Linked DNA regions of Mus musculus: region 1 is linked to region 2. Evidence: chromatin contacts called from public HiChIP or PLAC-seq data. All regions are on one chromosome and are shown on one strand. Each heading gives the region's core, a stretch centred on a gene start, on an enhancer-like site or on the middle of the called end of the contact. The rest is flanking DNA. Distances are from core to core; before and after follow the strand shown.

The links. HiChIP or PLAC-seq counts read pairs in DNA pulled down with a chosen protein or histone mark.
Region 1: a contact with region 2 is called in an H3K4me3 HiChIP or PLAC-seq map of bone marrow-derived macrophages, with 4 times the contacts expected there. The contact joins the promoter of Taf13 here to the promoter of Gstm4 in region 2. A contact is called at or near these places in 8 of 39 promoter capture datasets (the C10 cell line, hematopoietic stem and progenitor cells, hippocampal neurons and 4 more), 1 of 115 datasets of contacts at active chromatin or transcription factors (bone marrow-derived macrophages) and 1 of 9 other capture datasets (pancreatic islet).

What each region holds. Positions count from the first base shown.
Region 1 is chr3:108,569,241-108,574,864 of GRCm38.p6, forward strand. It overlaps Taf13 (TATA-box binding protein associated factor 13), which reads left to right and starts at 2,459. Exons shown (of 4, transcript NM_025444.2): 1 at 2,459-2,508; 2 at 3,640-3,718. The coding sequence starts at 2,482.
Region 2 is chr3:108,040,692-108,046,890 of GRCm38.p6, forward strand. It overlaps Gstm4 (glutathione S-transferase, mu 4), which reads right to left and starts at 4,165. Exons shown (of 8, transcript NM_026764.3): 1 at 3,946-4,165; 2 at 3,662-3,737; 3 at 3,204-3,268; 4 at 2,829-2,910; 5 at 2,633-2,733; 6 at 1,636-1,731; 7 at 1,445-1,555; 8 at 1-634. The coding sequence starts at 3,981. The coding sequence ends at 545.

The sequences.
Region 1 (5,624 bases), core at 1,209-3,708, 530 kb after region 2:
GATATGGCACACTTTTCCTGGGGAGGCAACTTACACACATACACACACACACTTATGCAGGCACACATATCTATTAGGTCAGAAAGGGAGCCAAGAACAAACCCAAGTAACAACTGCACCAACGGCTTACCTGGTAACCTGATGTAACTTTGTTGGGATTACTAACAGTAATGGGTGAGGGCTCACATATGAGGGATGGAGATGACTCAAAAGCAACTGCATCACCGCAAAGCCCACTGCAACACAGATGATATAACGCACAAAACCTGCGCCCCTGCCGCTCCGTATGCGCTGGCAGGGAGCTGGACTGGCTGTGACTCCCTGAGTTGTTTTTTTTGTTGTTTTTTTTTTTTTAAGATTTATTTATTACATGTAAGTACACTGTAGCTGTCTTCAGACACTCCAGAAGAGGGAGTCAGATCTCGTTGCAGATGGTTGTGAGCCACCATGTGGTTGCTGGGATTTGAACTCTGGACCTTTGGAAGAGCAGTCGGGTGCTCTTACCCACTGAGCCATCTCACCAGCCCTTCCCTGAGTTGTTAATGACTCTGTTTTAAGTTGCTGGGGTCAGGCTCTCAAAAATCACGTGTTTCTGTCCTCCAGATATGTGAGACATGAGCCTCTCTCTCCCTCCTGTGTGGGATATTTCAATCCAGAGAAAATTGGCAAATGACAGTATAGCTAATGATTGTCAGCCATTGCTACTCTGTTTTCTAAAGGTCCTCATTTTGGTTAATTTCTGTGGGTCCTTGCCCTCTGAGCCCTGTCCACCCTCAGCAATGGCTGGCTATGAGATGTTTTTTCTGTCATTTGACATCTTTCCTCCAACTCTAAACTAGACTCCGGAGTCCACGCTAAACTTGTAGAGGAAGCACAGGGCTGTTCACTCTGCTTTGTGCCTGTTCTGCTCATTTGTTTTTCCCAGTTTCCATTTTGGAGTTTGAGTTAAGAGGGTTGAATTATCCATGCTTCATAGTTTATACGCTGATAGCGTAAGTGTCTATAGTCCTTTCCTTTTTACTTATACATATTTATACATATTTATTTATGCCCTATTTCCACCTTTTCTGTGTTGCCATCTTTCTGATATATTTAATGTCTCTGCTTTTTGTTTATTTGTTTGTTTGGTTTGGTTTTTCGAGACAGGGTTTCTCTGTGTAGCCTTGGCTGTCCTAGAACTCACTCTGTAGACCAGGCTGGCCTTGAACTCAGAAATCCGCCTGCCTCTGCCTCCCAAGTGCTGGGACAAAAAGCATGGACCACCACTGCCGAGCTTTGGTTTTCTTGTTTTGACTATGTAGCCCTGGCTGGCCTCTAACTCAAAGAGATCTTCTGGCTTCTGCCTCCCAAGGCAGGGATTAAAGGCGAGTGCCACTACACTTAGCTCTTTCATAATTTTAAAATATTTTCTTATTATTGTGTATGGAAGCCAGAGGACAACCTTGCAGACTCTGTCTTCTCACCTTTCACTTTTTATACAGGTCCCAGGGATTGAACCTGAGCCTTAGGCTTATTCCGCTAGAGCTTTTATTGACTGAACCATTTCTCTAGCACATCTTTTGTAATTTAAAAAAAAAAAAAAGAAGAAGAAGCAAAAAACGGCCGGGCAGTGGTGGCGCACGCCTTTAGTCCCACCACTTGGGAGGCAGAGGCAAGCGGATTTCTGAGAACGAGGCCGGCCTGATCTACAGAGTGAGTTCCAGGATAGCCAGGGCTACACAGAGATACCCTGTCTTGAAAAAACCAAAAAAAAAAAAAAAAAAAAGCGCAAAACAACCTTCCAACCCAAACTACATATATATATTGCGTATTAACGGAGGCAGGAAAGATTGCTCCGTGGTTAAGAGTATTGGCTGCTTTTCAAGAGACTTGAGTTTGATTCCTAGCCCCTATATAGCGGTTCACAATCGTCTATCTCTAGTTCCAGGAAATCGGTTGCTCTATTTTGGCTTCTTTGGTGCTGCACACACATGGTACACATACTTGCCGGCAAAACACCTATTTACATAAAAGAAAGTAGATATATAATTATATAATAATATAGATACTATATATAATATCATGGGGCTTGTGTACTTGAGTGGATCAGCCCCAGAGGCAAAAAGTCATCCTATTTTTACAGGCATTTGTGAGCCTCCGTAAGTATGCACAAATTTATCACTTATGTTTTCTGAGACATGGGCTCATGAAACTTGAGCTGATCTCGAACTCGAAGCCCTCTTGCCTCTGCCTGCCAAGTGCAGAGATTTCCCGGCGTAGTATACCACGCCTGGCTTCTTTGTAATTTTTAATTCCTCCTTCAGGATTCCACACGTAAGAGCACGTCACTGACTTCCAGCCAATCCCAAGGCCGGGGTTGGGTAGGAGAATGAACGCGCACGCCTCTCTGCGCAACGCTGGCCAGGCCGGAAGTGACGTACGTATCTTATAAAACTCGCCAGCCGCCGGTGGGCGGGTTCAGAAGGCTGGCGAGCAGCTAGCATGGCAGATGAGGAGGAAGACCCCACCGTGAGTGAGCGCCTGTCTCAGCCTGGTTCCTCACTCCTTTCGGATCACTAGCGGAGGCAGAGTCTGACCCGCTTGTGCCTTAGGGATTCCCGCCGAGAGTCCGGGGGCTCCGCGGTGTTTTCCTTTTTTGGTTTACCTTAGTCAGTGCGTGGGACAAGACGGGAAGGAAGAGTAGAAAGGGTCTCTCTTTGACCTGGATCTTCCCGACACTAAGACATCTAGAGGGTCATAGGAGATCAAAGCTGATTAAAGCGGAACCAGCAGCCCAGATGCTGACAAAACTAGTGAAGATAGCGGAGAAACGATGAACTAAAGACAGGAAGCTTGGGATCCAAATTCTCCTTTGGCATCGGTTTTCTTGTGAGGTAGAGTCCAGCCCAGTTAAGGAAAGTTCTTAGCCCTTTATCAGTTGCTTCCGATGACAGCAGAGAGTAGATTTTAAACTACCAGGTTTTTACAGTAGTCTTGCTTAGCAGTGTGACAACTAAATTGGCTAAAACCAAACCCAGAACCTGAGGTCGTTAGAACTTTACACACGCACGGTTGTAAGGTTGTTAGCAGCCGTAATAAAAGCCTTCTTGCACGACTTGAGAATTGGACTAGGGCTTATGAGCCCTTTGGTGCTAAATTTTCGTGGTTTTGTGCAGTTTGCTTTAGCTTCTCACTTTCGAAAATGAAAAAGGGTCACTGGGCGTGGTGGCGCACACCTTTAATCCCAGCACTCAGGAGCAGAGGCAAGCGGATCTCCGTGAGTTCAGGCAGACACGGGCACATAGTGAGACCACTTTGTCTCAAAAAAAAAAAAAAAAAAAGTGTAGAGAGATAGCTTTAGTGCTTAGGAGCATTTGCTGTCACATCTGGCAACCTACAGCGATTAGACCTAGTTTGGCCTCTATGGGCAACAGCAGGCACATTTATGTAGGCACACAATACACATAAATAATAAATGCCTTTAAAAAAAAAGATGAAAAGAGTGCAGGAGGTGTAGCTCAGTGGTCAAGCATCTGTTTAGCATCGTGAGCTCGTGGGTTCAATTCACAGCACTCCACAAAGAGGGCGAGCAGGAGGAGACTCGAGGGAATATCACGTGCACTGCAATCATTTGCCATGTCCGTGTTTTAAAATTTCTAGTTTGAGGAGGAGAATGAAGAAATTGGAGGAGGAGCGGAAGGTGGCCAGGGGAAGAGAAAGAGACTTTTCTCGAAAGAATGTAAGTTGTACTTTCTAGTGTTTTTATTACAGGTGGTGAAAGCTTTTGAACATGTCTTTTCAGAGTATATTGTTCTGCATATGTTTGTTTATAGGGACAGTGTTCTCAGAGTTGCCTATAAGGTTGCCTGTTTTTATTCTTGGTGTTTGTTTGTTTGTTTGTTTGTTTTAAAGATAGGCTCTGTATAGCCAAGGCTATACTGGTGCTTACTGTTTAGCCCATGCTAGCCTTGGTTTGGTGGTAGTCCTGCTTTAGCCTCTCAAGTCCTGGGATTGCAGGTGTGCATCCCATGGTCAGTATAAGTCTCTCTCATGTCTACTAATTCTCTCTGTGTGACATAAAATAATGAATGTGATCACCTCTGCCCTCCTCCTTGAGGCAGGGTTTTTTTGTTTTGTTTGTTTTTGTTTTTCTTTTCCTTTTTTGAGGCTTGGTTTTTCTGTGTAGCCCTGGCTGTCCTAGAACTCTTTCTGGAGTTTAGAATAGATCAAGATCTGCTAGTCTTGAACTCACAGAGATGTGCCTGCCTGCCTCTGCCTCCTGGGTGCTGGGATTAAAGCTGTGAACCACCACCACCCAGCTGAGGCAGGGTTTTTAGATCCCAGCATGATTTCAAACTTGGTATGCATATGCGTATAACCTTGAACTTGCAAGAACCTTGCAAGAACCTTGAACTTCTGCTCTCCTATCTGTTTCCCTGGCTCTAGATGTACAGGCATATGCCATGGCTCCCAGTTGACATTTTGAACGTTGTATCCCTCTTGTGTCCACCTTTCAAATGATGTAAGTTGAGGCTTTGGACTAAGGCATAGCTCAGGGCAAGAAGGTGGTGAAGTGTGCTGTGGAGATGACAGTGCACTAGCCTTCCATGGTGCTCCTTAAACAGACAGGTAGCCCTTGGGGCAGCGCAGGGTGAGCGGTGTCCACTTGTTGTGCCCATACTAATTCCTGAAAGGCCCATGAGACTGCACTCTCCATCCCTTCTCCCAGGCTCCTTGGCTGAGCCTTGGGAAGTACAGCGGCAGAGATTTATAAATGCCTGAGTACAGTAGGATTGAAAAATTCTAGAAACTGCAAGATCAGCCTTTAACTCTCTAAATCTTTTTTGATCCCAGCTCTTGGGAGAGATAGGGATGGGAGAATTTGAGTTCAGGGTCTTCCTCATTGAGTTTGAAGGCAACTTCGGCTGTATCTTACAACCATAACAGAAATCCTCACTAGTACCTTCCAGTTTCGTTCAAGTCTGACCACTTCCCATTCTGTCTCACTGATGCTAGTTACGTGATTTGTGTGTGGTTTTACTCCTTATGTGGACATATGAAAACGACCCTTACACTAAAGTGCTCTAGGAATGGTATTCACCCTGCTGCTTGTCCAAACCTTTAGTTCAGTTTCAACTGCTCTACTTTTGTGATGACAAAAATTTGGAATCTTCGCAGGCTTCTCCCACTGACTTAATAGAATCTTCATGTCTCTTCTATTTTTGCTGGGGTTTTTTTTGTTTGTTTGTTTTGTTTTTGTTTTTTGTTTTGGACAGGGTCTTGCTGTGTGGTCCAGGTTGACCTTAAACTATTGTTTCTCTTGACTCCATGATTCCCTCCTTCTACCATGTGATGGTACTCAGAAGGTACCAGATATGGAACTCAGGTCTTCAGGCTTGGCAGCAGGTGACCTTATGTGCTGAGCTATCTCCCTGGGCTACATTATTATTATTATTATTATTATTATTATTATTATTATTATTACATCATTTTCCCCCCTTCCCTTTCATCCCTCCAAACCCTCCCATATACTCCTCCTTGCTTTTTCAAATTCATAGGCTCTTTATTAATTGTTGTTGTATATATACACATATGTACATACATTCTCTCTCTCTCTCTTTCTCTCTCTCTCTCTCTCTCTCTCT
Region 2 (6,199 bases), core at 2,915-5,414:
CCTTCTGCAGCTGCCTCCTGAGAAACAAACAGGTGGGGCTAGGAAGGGCCAAACCCCTGCCTATCCAACTAAAATCCCTGTGAACTCAGCCTCTGCCCGGGTCACTAGGCAGCCACTGGAGATAGTAGTAAAAGCTGGTAGTGCGGCAGCCAGAGCCAGTGTGGTTCAGGCTTTACAGGAGGGACCCAAAAGAGCTGTGCAGAGACCAAATTCACACACCAGCCGTCTCTGGTCTCCAGACAAGCATGGGGAGCCCCAGGCTGAGTGCTGATGGAGAGTCCCAACTCTTCACAACAGCACAGCTGCTGGCAGGCAAGACCATCAAGTGGGCGCGGGACACAGTCATGCTAGAAGGGCATTTTGCTAAAGGAAAACTAGGAGCCTAGGCTTTAGAGGGTTTGAAAGGGCAGGGACTGGATGAAAGAAAAGAGGACCTTTGACACTCTGGGGTCAGGAAGGGGATGGACAGAAAGCAGCACTAGGGCTACAGGAAGTTCAACTGTTCCCAGAACCCCCGGTTCCCACTTCCTGCCCAGTCAAGGCTCTACTTATTGCCCCAAGTGGCCACCTTTGTATATAGGGGTGTTCGGAGGAAGCGGCTGGTCTTCATGTAAGCAGAGATCCTCTTCAGTACCTGAGAGTTAAAGAAAAACAGAAAACCAAACACTAAGATTTGCTCAGGGCCAGAGAGGTTAAACAGCTTCCTCCTGCCCACACTGCTATTACATGGCACCCATCTGGGATTAGCCTGGCCTCTGTCTCTCAGATTTTGTACTCTCTTGGCCCACTCCCTTCCTGACCTCCCCATGCTCCTCTTGCACACATCTTGCCTGGGTTTGCACACTGACTATGAATCTGTCTAGCAGGACAAAGAGGCATGTTTTGAAGATAACCCCTATGTCATCCAGTGACTCTGCAAAACCAGGGTCAAAGTTTATAGATACAGATAGATCAGAAAAGAAAAGCCAGGCTCACTGTAATCATTCCCTAAGGAGAAAGCCACACTTCTGAACCTGGTACTGAGCTTCATCCAATCCCGTCTCCAGCCTCGATACAGGCATGGACAAGGTGCACTGGCATTTACATACGCTGTTGGCCTTCTAGCAGGAGCGTGAGCCCCTAGAATATCTCTAAAGACATCAATGAGGTCCAGAGCTGCCTGTATCCAAGGGAAGTCAAGGGAGACCCTGGCACAGCTCTGCTAGTGCTGAAGCCCTGAGCAAGTATAACTCCACAGTTTCACATTTGCTTAGCCAAGCAATGGGACTGATAGTCCCCTCCACCACGGAGGAACGCTGATCACTATAAGCCTGATCAACAGATGTAGGGTGCTCGGCACTGACACTGGCAGAAAGCAATTGCTCAATTCCTGATTCTTATCCTCAGCCCAAGAAAACATCAAGGCAAAGTTGACAGCCAAGGGGAAGAAGGACCAGGGCATCACCTCAAAGCGGGCCACAAAGTCCTTCAGGTTTGGGAAGGCGTCCAGGCACGTGGGTTCGAATATAAGGTGCAGGTCCAGGATATCGTAAGCCAGGAAATCTACAAAAGTAATCTGCAAAGGGCCACGAATGAGAGATGGCATGGAATTCTGTCCCCGAGAAGAATGACAATGCTCAACTTTTCCCCCTTTACCTTTTCACCAACAAACCATGTCCGCTGGCCCAGGAACTGTGAGAAGAGCTTCACCATTCCAGGGAGCTGCTCCAAGTATTCCACCTTCAGTTTCTCCTGAGGCAGAAAACAGCTGTCACCATGTAAGTTCCTGAAGAAGGACTGGCCCTTCAGTATCATGCACGGCCCTAAATAGCCAGAGGTGGGCAGCCGTCTCCACTAAGATGGAGACTCAGTCACAGTCCAGGTCTCGATTTAACATATGAGCACTTACTTACTAGACGCCTCGGTAGCCCACCCCACCCTTCAAATGCAGTGGAAGACCAGGGAAGAATAAGACTGCCCACAGTGGGGCATCATCATTCTTGATGCCTACATGGCTGGGTACCCTGCGCACCTGGCAGGTACCAATGCCAGGCAGCATCAAAGAATCAAGAACTAAAATACTCAGAGGAGATGAGAGTCCACACAATGGGTCCAGAAGAATGAAATATACTTGAGTTTTCCCCATAAATTGAGGAGAATCTGAAGCAAAAAAGGAGAGAAAATCCTTCAGGCTGACCCTGTGCTACCTAAGGAATATGCTGACTCCAGGGGGTGTGAACAGAAGCACTCTGAGAGGCTGGAAAGGGTTCTGTGACAGTCCCTCATCTTGGACTTCATTTTCTAATCCATGGGATATTCCTGTATTTCGTGACCAGCAAAGATATGAACTAGCTGGCAGAGGACACAGGTAGAAAACACTTGGAAAACACAACTCCACTATCTAGGAACTTAATGTCCACTCTGGGAAGTCTGGACTGCACCCTAAAATAGGTGGGGCCTAAGTAAGAGCATTCATTTGATAGTTCAGTGTCATGGGGACAGCTGATGACAACACATGAAACATCCTGGAGGGTAAGAGGCTAAGAAATTCAAAAGGTAAATAAGATCTGTGCAGATTGGGAACCTGAGGGAGCTGACTCCTGACCCAAACGCTGCCTGGTCCAGCCCAGGGAGGGAGTGAGATGAGACTCACAAAGTCTGGGCTGTAACAGACTCGAGCCAGCTGATTGGAGACATCCATAGCCTGGTTCTCCAAAATGTCCACGCGAATCTTCTCTTCCTCTGTCTCCCCACCTGCAGCACACACAGCACAGACGCATCTTCAACACCTCACACCAGCCAAGCCAAGGGGGTTGTCCCCCACCCCACCCTGCTGACGCCCCACTCACACAGGTTGTGCTTGCGGGCAATGTAGCGCAGGATGGCATTGCTCTGCGTGATCTTGTGTGACCCATCAATCAAGTAAGGCAACTGCTTGGACAATAAAGGATGGTCAGACAGGATGTGAGGTCCCAGCCTTCCTTCTCTGGATTAGGACTGACATGTGGCCTGCCGTTCATCATGGCTAGCATGGGAAGCCCTCTACGAACACACTGCACACTGAATGGAAAAGCTAGGACACAGCCCATCTCAGAAACGCCACCAGGAACGGAAGCAAGTGAACAGAAGGAAGCATTGACTCCAAGCCCCTCTTCCAGGTGAGGAGGTGAGATGACTTCCCCAAACCTCCCCGTCCCCAAACCTCCCCGTCCCCCTCTACCTACATTGGGAAAGTCCAGGCCCAATTTGAACTTCTCACTCAGCCACTGGCTTCGGTCATAGTCAGGAGCTGTGATTGATGAGATTGCATAAAGAGAAATCAGCCCAGTGTCCAACACACCTATTTCAGGGACCCAACCCCCTAAGACAAGGATCTGTAACCTCACACAGTGAGCCTTTATCCCTGAAAGTTTCAGGAATAAAGAGTGCTTGGAACTGAGGGGCCTACAAAGTTTAGGCAAATCTTGATGAGGAATGTGATCTAATTTCAACAGGAGGGGTATCCACCCCTTCACTTCCAGGAGGAAGGAAGGTCAAGCCCAGCTCTCTGGGGCTTACTGAAAGAGGCAGATTCTAAGTCCATCTGGGGGAGCCCCGTAGTGCGGGAGGCGTGAAATGTAATGTAGGCACCAATTGCTAGGCGCCAATGGACAGGAGACGTCTGACCGACAAATAGCATTACCGTCTCCCATGGTGTATCTCTTCTCTTCATAGCTTGAGCCTGTGTATTCTAGGAGCAGCCGAATAGCGTGAGCTAGCTGAAAAGATAGGAATGGGGGCGGGGGACTTCTGTGTGACTTCACCTCCTCCAAGTGCATATACACGGGCGCACAAACCAGCAAGGACATGTGTGCAAGACCCTGAGCCAGACAAGCAAGGGATTCCTCTCGCCCCACCCCATCCTCACCCCCCAGCTCGCCTTCTCCTAACCCTGCAATCCTTCCCACTCATCAGGTGGTTGCTCACCCCACGGATGTCCCAGTAACCCAGTGTCATAGGCATGATGCTGGTGCCTGAGACTGAGTCCACCGGCCTCCGGTGTGAGCAACTTTGACTTTATCCTAGTGCCCTCGGGTCCCTGGGCGGGGCTGGTGCCCGGCGTGATCCTGCCCCTCCAGACTCTGCCCCGCAACACACACCCTGCTCTACAGCTTTTCCCCTGACAGTCACCTACAGAAGCCAAATTACTGAGCTCCGCCCCCAACAGACCGGAAAGCGTAATAAGCGATCCCGCCTGCAGTTCCGCCCAATCGTCCAGCCCGGTGCGCAGATGCAGAGCTCTAGTAACTCCCTGCCTTTGCCGTACCGCTCTGCCTTCTTACCCTGTTGCCTTCGGTCTGTGGGAGGGTCAGGCCACTAGGAGAGGCCCCAACCCGGAAGTGCTGATTAAGCACTTCAACCCTGCTGTCAAACAAGACAGACTTCTGCGGGGCTCTGCTGATGACAGTGGTCCCCAGGTGATGTTTTTCCGTCTGGCAGAGAACATGTTGTCTTTCTGTTCAGAAGTTCCTCATCTGAATTCAAAGAGATTATTTCTATCACAGATAAACCCCTGACTCAAAAAAAGGGTGGAAAATGGAAAATTTGAAGTTTCATACATGGTCAGGATGTCTGTATTACCCAAGGACAGAGGCAGCTTTCTCTATTGAGTGACCGTCTTAGTGTGTACTTACACAGACCTAAGACTTCTGAAATGTCCGAGGGTACACAGGGTCAGCATGTGACAACTCAGGATTAGTTTATAGCAAATGCAATCAAGAGAGAGATGTCTGAGTTCTCAATAGCTGCTGTTCATAGCAAGGCACACTGTTTCTTCACACAACATTGGTTGTCGTATGTGTCCAAAGACTGTAGTCTGCGGAGGGGGGCTTAGGGAAGTGGGCTCTCATTTTGTACAACAGACATCACACACTCACTGCATTTTGTTATTACATTAAGACTTCTACAAGATCACCAAATAAGAATTTTAAGCTCCATTATAAGTCTTCCTGAGTATATAGGGTCCATCTTTAACTAAAATGTGCTAAAGTGGCAGGTGACCATACTTACAATTCTTACTAATGTTAAGAATGTACTGTGGCAATGCATTGTGACAAAAATAATTCTCACATTCTAAGAGACTGGGACTTTCACTGGACCTCACAGCAAGAGTTAATAATACATCTTGAAGTCCCTTAAGCTTGCTATTCTACTATGTACTCTGTCTGTCTGTTTAGCCTTCCTTTAAGAGAATGATGTAAGAAGAAATACTTGTCTTGGATTTTCCATGTAATAAACTTCTATGACCTAAGATAACACGCAGCTGTAATCTGTTTTTTGGGTTTTTTGGTTGATGATGGTGGTGTTTTGAAGGTTTGGGGGGGTGGGGGGGGCAAGTTTTTGTTTGGTTTTTATTGTTGTTTCTCAGAGACAAGGATGTGTCACTCTCTGCATATCCCCAGATGTCCTAGAACTCACTGTATAGACCAGGCTGGCCTTGAATTCACGGAGATCCACCTGTCTCTGCCTCTGTGTGCTGAAATTAAAGGCGTGTGTCATCACACATGGACCTGTAATCCTTAATTGTGTACTTGTCTTAGTGACTTTTCTACTGCTGTGGCAAAGCATGTGTTTTGCATGTTGGTTTATTGTGTTGCTTAACTTGCCATTTCCCTTGCTTGTCTTCTGACTTCCCTACTCATTATCAAGCATAGAACTATTTCTACATATCTCTCAATGTGTTTGTCTCTTTGATTTTTGGTGTTTGAGATTAGGGGTCTCACTATGTAGCCCAGGCTGCCCTGTAACTCACAGAGTTCCTTCTGCCAATTTTTGCTGTATGTATTTTTGTCCCAGTCCCACTATGGAAGTGATCATTTATAAAAAGGAATCCCGTAACCCTCCTGGGAGTTCTCCCAAATTATCTGTGCTTGCCTCGTTTTGAAAGGGTTATCTAGTTATCCTTGAATAAGCGTGATTTCTTGGCAGATAGTTTTAAATATCTGGAACACTCTAAGGACTAGTTGGAATCAGAGTAAGTTAGTGTACAGGAGAAGGTGTCAGCCTCATGTCACTAGAGACATGGTGGAACTCATATGGCTCCAGACGTGTGAGCATCCTTTGTGTCTCAAGATGAACAAAGTTCTGGGCGTTGGGTTCTTGTTTTTTGTTTCATCTTGTTGCTTAAAACAACAACAACTTATTTTTGACTATTTAATACCTCCGTACAAGATAGACTTAT